2 separate regions of the Sus scrofa genome follow, and region 2 is linked to region 1. Evidence: chromatin contacts called from public HiChIP or PLAC-seq data. All regions are on one chromosome and are shown on one strand. The core of a region is the stretch at or near the end of the contact, and the rest is flanking DNA. Distances in the headings are between cores, read along the strand shown.

Evidence for each region. HiChIP or PLAC-seq counts read pairs in DNA pulled down with a chosen protein or histone mark.
Region 2: an H3K27ac HiChIP or PLAC-seq map of alveolar macrophages shows a contact between it and region 1, with 3 times the contacts expected there. The contact joins the promoter of HMGXB3 here to the enhancer-like site in region 1. A contact is called at or near these places in 1 of 5 promoter capture datasets (liver), 11 of 47 Hi-C or Micro-C datasets (alveolar macrophages, embryonic fibroblasts, fetal heart ventricle and 7 more) and 2 of 2 datasets of contacts at active chromatin or transcription factors (alveolar macrophages and skeletal muscle).

Annotation. Positions count from the first base shown.
Region 1 is chr2:150,914,001-150,917,011 of Sscrofa11.1, reverse strand. PPARGC1B (peroxisome proliferator-activated receptor gamma coactivator 1-beta) reads right to left here. Exons shown (of 11, transcript XR_002342022.1): 9 at 2,852-2,973; 10 at 99-253. Among named protein-coding and RNA genes, the nearest start is that of PDE6A, 71 kb to the left of the region's middle. Within about 2 kb of position 1,606, at least 1 of the 83 cell types and tissues checked has an H3K27ac peak or open chromatin away from gene starts, as enhancers often do. A contact at or near this core is called in alveolar macrophages, where this site is marked.
Region 2 is chr2:151,027,394-151,030,414 of Sscrofa11.1, reverse strand. It overlaps HMGXB3 (HMG domain-containing protein 3), which reads right to left and starts at 1,639. Exons shown (of 20, transcript XM_021085011.1): 1 at 1,527-1,639. SLC26A2 (sulfate transporter) reads right to left here. Exons shown (of 4, transcript XM_021085016.1): 4 at 2,932-3,021.

The DNA of each region.
Region 1 (3,011 bases), core at 357-2,856:
GGCGGGGGCCGCGCCCAGAGGGGGCTCCAGGTGTCAATGCCGGAGGCCACGGCCCCTGCGCCCGGGGCTCCACTGGGATGTGCGCCCCACAAACTCACCGAAGTCGGCGTAGCGGGGCCAGCAGAAGCGCCGGAGGCCCCCGGAGCTCAGCGGGAAGGAGGGCTCGCTGCGCCCCCGCAGGGCCGCGCCCTTCCGCAGGGACAGCGCCGCGTGCTCGGAGCGCCGGTAGGTGACGAAGCCGCACTTCTCGCCTCTGCGGGGAGAGGACCAGGGCAGAGGGTCAGCAGGACCCCTGTCACTGGGCGCACCCAGAAAAGCACCAGGACTCGGCAACCCTGTCTGTCACCTGGTCCCGGGGAAGGGCTCTAGGCTGACCCACGCGAGAGAGCGACAGCGGGAGCAGGCGGGGTGCCGCGGTCTGCAGGGGCCGGTCGCCACGCATCGTCTCCCACGGTCTTCAGACCCCCGAGAGGGGGGACCACGGTCATCCCACCCCCGACCCCCCAGGGGAGAAAACAGCTCTGCGAGCTCAGAATTGGCCCAAAGGCAGGTGGCAGAGCGGGGAGCCCAACTCAGGCCTCCCGCCACGAAAGCGGATGCGCCTCGCCCCCCACCCTCCTCTCATCACGCTTCCCATTTTCTGGGATTCGCCCCACCCCCGCTCCATCCTACCACTCCCACTCCCTTCAAAGGCAGCCTCGGCCACCACTTCCTTGGCCGCCCATGCGGCCGTCACCTCCCGAGGACGGCAGATGCGGATGCCCGCTCAGCATGCGCTCCCCTTCCTCTGATGACAGAGCCCTGTGCTCAGGTGGGCTCAGGGTGCCAGCTAAGTCCCCTGATGGAGGACCTCCTGGGCCACAGTGATTTTTTCAGGGATGAACCCGTCACCCAAGGCAGAACCCCAAAGATTCCACCCCATGTGTTTGCTGGAACCATGGTGGGGGGACTCCTCCTTCCCTGGGTAGGAGATGAGCTGCGAGCCGCAGGCAGCCACTTTGCTACCACGAGGGAGGCCCGCCCAAGGAGGTGCCAAGGTGAAGAAGGGAGTGGAAAGTCAGGCCTGACACACACTCAGCTGTCACATCTCCTGTCACCTCGGAACCGGTCAGAGGTGGAATCCTTCTGCCTCTTTCAATGTCTGAGCTTTATGAATGCTTTTTAAATCGTCACAAATGAATTAATCTTAGAGATTAATTTCCTTACCTGTTTTTACATGTTATCTCACTTGATATCCTGAACTGCAGAGAAATTTAAATAGTTCTATTTGTGTAAAGACTCCTTATTTTTAATTTATTTATTTTTGCTTTTTAGGGCCACCCATGCAGCACATGGGGGTTCCCAGGCTAGGGGTTCCAAGCTGCAGCTGCCAGTCTATACCACAGTCACATCAGTGCCAGATCCAAGCTGCGTCTGCAACCTACCCAGACTCATGGCAGCGCCGGATCCTTAACCACTGAGCAAGGCCAGGGATCGCTCGAACCCGAGACCTCATGGATCCTAGTCGGGCGTCTCCTCTGAGCCACGACGGGAGCTCCTGATCCCCTGCCTTTTGAAGAATGACTCATGTTCGACCGCGTGTGCACATGTTGTCCTCACCCTTCCTGTCACAGGACCCCGGCTTGTTCCCACCCCTCGGCTGCTGTGAATCACACCGCTAGGAACATAGATGTGCGTGAATCTCCTCCGGACCTGACTTCGGAGGCTCCCGCTGTGGCTCAGCGGGCTCGATCCTTGGCCTCTCAGTGGGTTAAGGATCCAGTGTTGCCATGAGCCGCGGTGTAGGTCAAAGATGCGGCTCGGATCTGGTGTGGCTGTGGCTGTGGCCTAGGCTGGCAGCTGCAGCTCTGATTCAGCCCCCAGCCTGGGAACCTCCACATGCCATGGGTGCAGCCCTAAAAAGACAAAGCAAAAGATCTGGCTGTAAATTCTTTTGCCTGAATACCCAGAAGCGGGATTGTGGACCAAATGGTGAAAATCTACGTTTCCTGGTTGGTGGGCCCTCCATGCTGCTCTGCACAGCGGCCACACCACTTTGCATGCCCACCGCCAGTGCACAAGGGCTCCTGTTTCTCCTGTTTCGCTATTTTCTGGAACCGCCCTGAAGGACATGAGACATGTAAGGATTCTCATGGGCAAACTCTTCTCTCACTGAAGCTCTGAAATATTATTACATTAGAATCTTAAAACCTGAATAACTTGTTTGCAAACATAACAGGAGATCCTTTGGGATGACTGCAAAATTGCAAACATAACGGGAGGTCCTTTAGGACGGGTGCGAAACCAGCAAAGCTTTGCTACCTCAGTTGCGCATTTACACCAACCTACTCCGGCTGACCTCGACAGCTGGAGCACCGCTGCCCCGGGTGAGTGAGGAAAAACCTGGCTGCCTGGCACAACGGAAGGCCGGACCACTGGACCGCCAGGCCGGCAGGTGCAGAGGGATGGAGGGATGGAGCAACGTGGCTTCAGGGAAGAGACCGCCACGCAGGCGTCCCTTCAGGCCCCAGGGCCGGTCGGCAGCCCTGAACCAGGTCTAGGGCGGAAAACCGAACACCGACACGTGGGCTGCAGATCTGGCTCTGCCACTAACTAGCTGCTCGGTTAACCTGTCTGTGCTCCCCAAAGGACAGCGGTGGCCAGAGTAGGCACACCCATGTGACAGGGAGAGAGCGTACGGGGACCGCCTCCTCGCTGAGCCAACTGGCAGTACAGGTCGCCGCCGCTCCTCGGTGGCACGGCTGCAGCAGCCCCTTTCTGCTCCTGAGCCCGCGGGAGGTCTGTTCTGCAGACGGCCTCCAGCCCCCATCATCTTTGCCCCCCACCCCAGCCCCGCGAGCGCCTGCCTCACCTCGTGCTCCTGGTGAGCACCTGGCACTCCACGACCTCGCCAAACACCTCGAAGCGCCTCTTCAGTTCGCGGGAGCTCATGTCGCTGGCGAGATTGCGAATGTACACCACGCGGCCTTCGCCCTGCCCGAGGGGGACAGAGAGGGACTGGTTATCACCGC
Region 2 (3,021 bases), core at 390-2,889, 110 kb before region 1:
TGCTTCTTTTCTTATTATTTCATCCTTCCAGCCAATCATAACATCGAACGATGGTGGTCTCCCAACTTGCAGGCGCAGCGCTACTGGACGGTGGTCATCTTCGAGGTGGGGTGCGGTAGCAGATTCCGGCCACCGGAGGGCAGGCGTGGGCTACACAAGGGGGCCCGTCCAGCCCAGGGCCGAACCTTCAGGAGACCTGCTCCTTACTTCTTACGGTGGAGCCTGAGAAAGATGACGCTGAGCAAAGGGGGCGAGAGACCTGAGACAAGGGATCCTGCGACGCGGGACTTGCTTCAACTACAGGCTTGGAAATGCCTGTGCCTTGGGAGCTCCCTGCTGGTCCAGGGGTTAGGGCTTGGTGCCTTCACGGCTGCAGCCTGGCTTCGATCCCCGGTCTGGAGCTGATCCCACATCGAGCCGCTGCAGCCGCAGCAACAAAACAGAACAAAAACACTGCGCCTCAAACTACCCGCCCCACGCCATAGCACACCTATCCGCTCGCCCTTTGATAACCCTGAGCCATGTGATTGCCCCGGGGCACATAACCGCCTCACTGCGCAAGCGCCAGTGTTAGCGAGCAGCCGCCCCCCCTCCCCCCAGACATACCCATGCGCTGGGTAACCACTGAGATACTGGGGATCTAGTATTACCAGTAGTAATTATTACCTTTTTGGCCAACCCCATGGCATATGGAAATTCCTGGTCCAAGGATCAAATCTGAGCTGAAGCGGTGACCCACACCACAGCTGCAGCAAGAGATCCTTAACCCGCCACCCTGGCTGGGGACTGAACTGACGCCTCCACAGAGACAAGCTGGATCTTTAACCCACTGCAGCACAGCCACAGCGGGAACTCCTGCGAAAAATTTAAACAACCCCGTTTTGCAAGTTTATTGTGCAAAACACTCCTAAGTAATCATGATACAAAGTATATTCAGGAAGTTCCTGGTGTGGCTCAGTGGAAACAAGCCCGACCAGCGTCCGTGAGGCTGCGGGTTCGAGCCCTGACCTCGCTCGGTGGGTTAAGGATCCGGCGTTGCCGTGAGCTGCGGTGTAGGTCGCAGATGTGGCTCGGATCCCGTGTTGCTGTGGCTGGGGTGTAGGCTGGTGGCTGTAGCTCTGATTTGACCCCTAGCCTGGGAACTTCCGTTTCCCAAGGGTGTGGCCCTAAAAAGCAAATTTTAAAAAAAAGTGTATATTCAGAGTTACGTGATACAAAGTATGGGGGAGAAGAGGCATGTCCTCTTTAAAGCTCAGATACTCTATCACCTCTCTAAAAAAATCCCTGAAATACCGGACCCTGTAAAATACCCACTTCTGGCCACAGAGGCTCTAGGGATAAGGTTCATGGCCCAGCCCTCAAGCAGCCCAGTTAGGACAGGAGATACATGAGAGGAAGAAAGTAATACGGAGCGGTAAGTGCCGCTTCAGAGAACAGCCAGAGCACTCGCGGGAGCAGACACAGCCCCAAGGAGCATCTCCACGAGAGAGGCACAGGCAACGTGGCCGCGGGCAAGGGACACTTACCATGAAGTTTCTGGAAGGAGGACCCGGGAGCTCGGCTGGTGGGGCTGGGAGGCAACTCCGGGCAGAGGGAACAACATGTACAAGAGCCTGGGGTACCGATAAAGGGCCACAGCGAAGGTCACCAGAGGCGTGTCCAGCAGAGGACGTGTGGCGGGACAGGAGCTGGACGTGAAGCCAAGAGCCGAGCTGTCACGGTCTTGGTGGCCAAAGCGTTCGTTTCGGCCTTTCCCTCGAAGCGTTCGAGAAGCACCTACAAGAGGCAAAGGCCCCATTATTTCTTTAGGAATCGCTAACTAGTGCAGAGGCTGCCCTGCAGAGACACAGAAAACCAGTCAGGCTGCGGCATCATCTAGAAAAGAAACGACAGACAGTGAGGGCAGGAAACCTAGAATGTCCCAGGTTTCTGGCTTTCGTAGCCAGGTCTCATCGTGGTCAAAACAAGCTAAAGAGGAGGCGTCCGGGGCGTGCTGCGTGAGAGGGGCCCCGGGAAGGCGGGCAGAGCCCCGCGGTACCGTCGCACAGCTGCTGGTCGGTGTTCGAGAGAGACCGGGCTGGCACCAGGCTTGGCGGCCACTGGCGTGCAGACGGTAAGGCAGAGGAAGCCACGACCGTGGCTGCAGTCATCTGAGGAGAGCCTGCAGTGCGAGGTGTTCGGGATACAGGGCTCCGCGACCCAGGCTTTTTAGAAATCACGGGTGGGTATTTCTCCAAGAGCCACACTTTGACCTGTGGCCGCTGGACCTGAAAGGCACAGTGAAGGCAGCCGTGCCGTGCGAGGGGCGAAGGCCACGCACGGGAGCTCAGGCAGGGGCAGAGCCTCCAGGTGGAGGGGGGGAGCCTGGGGAGCAGGTGCACGGGGCCCAGAGGCTGCGGGCAGATGGCCTGAGGGCACCGTTCAGTCCAGCTCCCCGCCCCGTGGCCGTGCCCACCGCCCCGAGCCCCTGCACTCGCTCCCGCTTCCATCTGGGGAGGGGGCGGGGGGGCGCAGAGCGGTCCTTCCAACGGGTGCCCCTGCGTGGCCACGTCTCGGTCCACGTGAGGCGGCAGCCCCACCTCACGGGTAGGGCCGATGTGGCTCAGAGTTCAGTGTGGGGACAGCCGCAAAGCGGACCTGGGTTGTGTGATTTCAGCACAGGGGGCAACAGCAGTCCCGCAGCCTAAGGACTGGAATCTGTCCTCCCCGCCTTGCCCCTGGTGGAGAAGTTGAGTCCCCAAAGCGCTGACTCACTCAGGACCCCGAGGCAAAAAGGAGAGAATGAGGCTTCTTTGTGCTTCCTGACTTTCCAAGGACAGACACGGGTCTGATGGGAAAGAGATGGCATTTTTACCCCCGGGGCAACCCGAGTGTGTTCCTTAGTTAGAATCCACCCCTCCCTTGCCCTTAAATCACTTAGACACAGCAAAATTTTACGAACGCAACAATTTATTAGCAGACAAATGAAATGACATCTCTGAATCTCAATACATACAGGATCTTATGAGATAAACATCACCA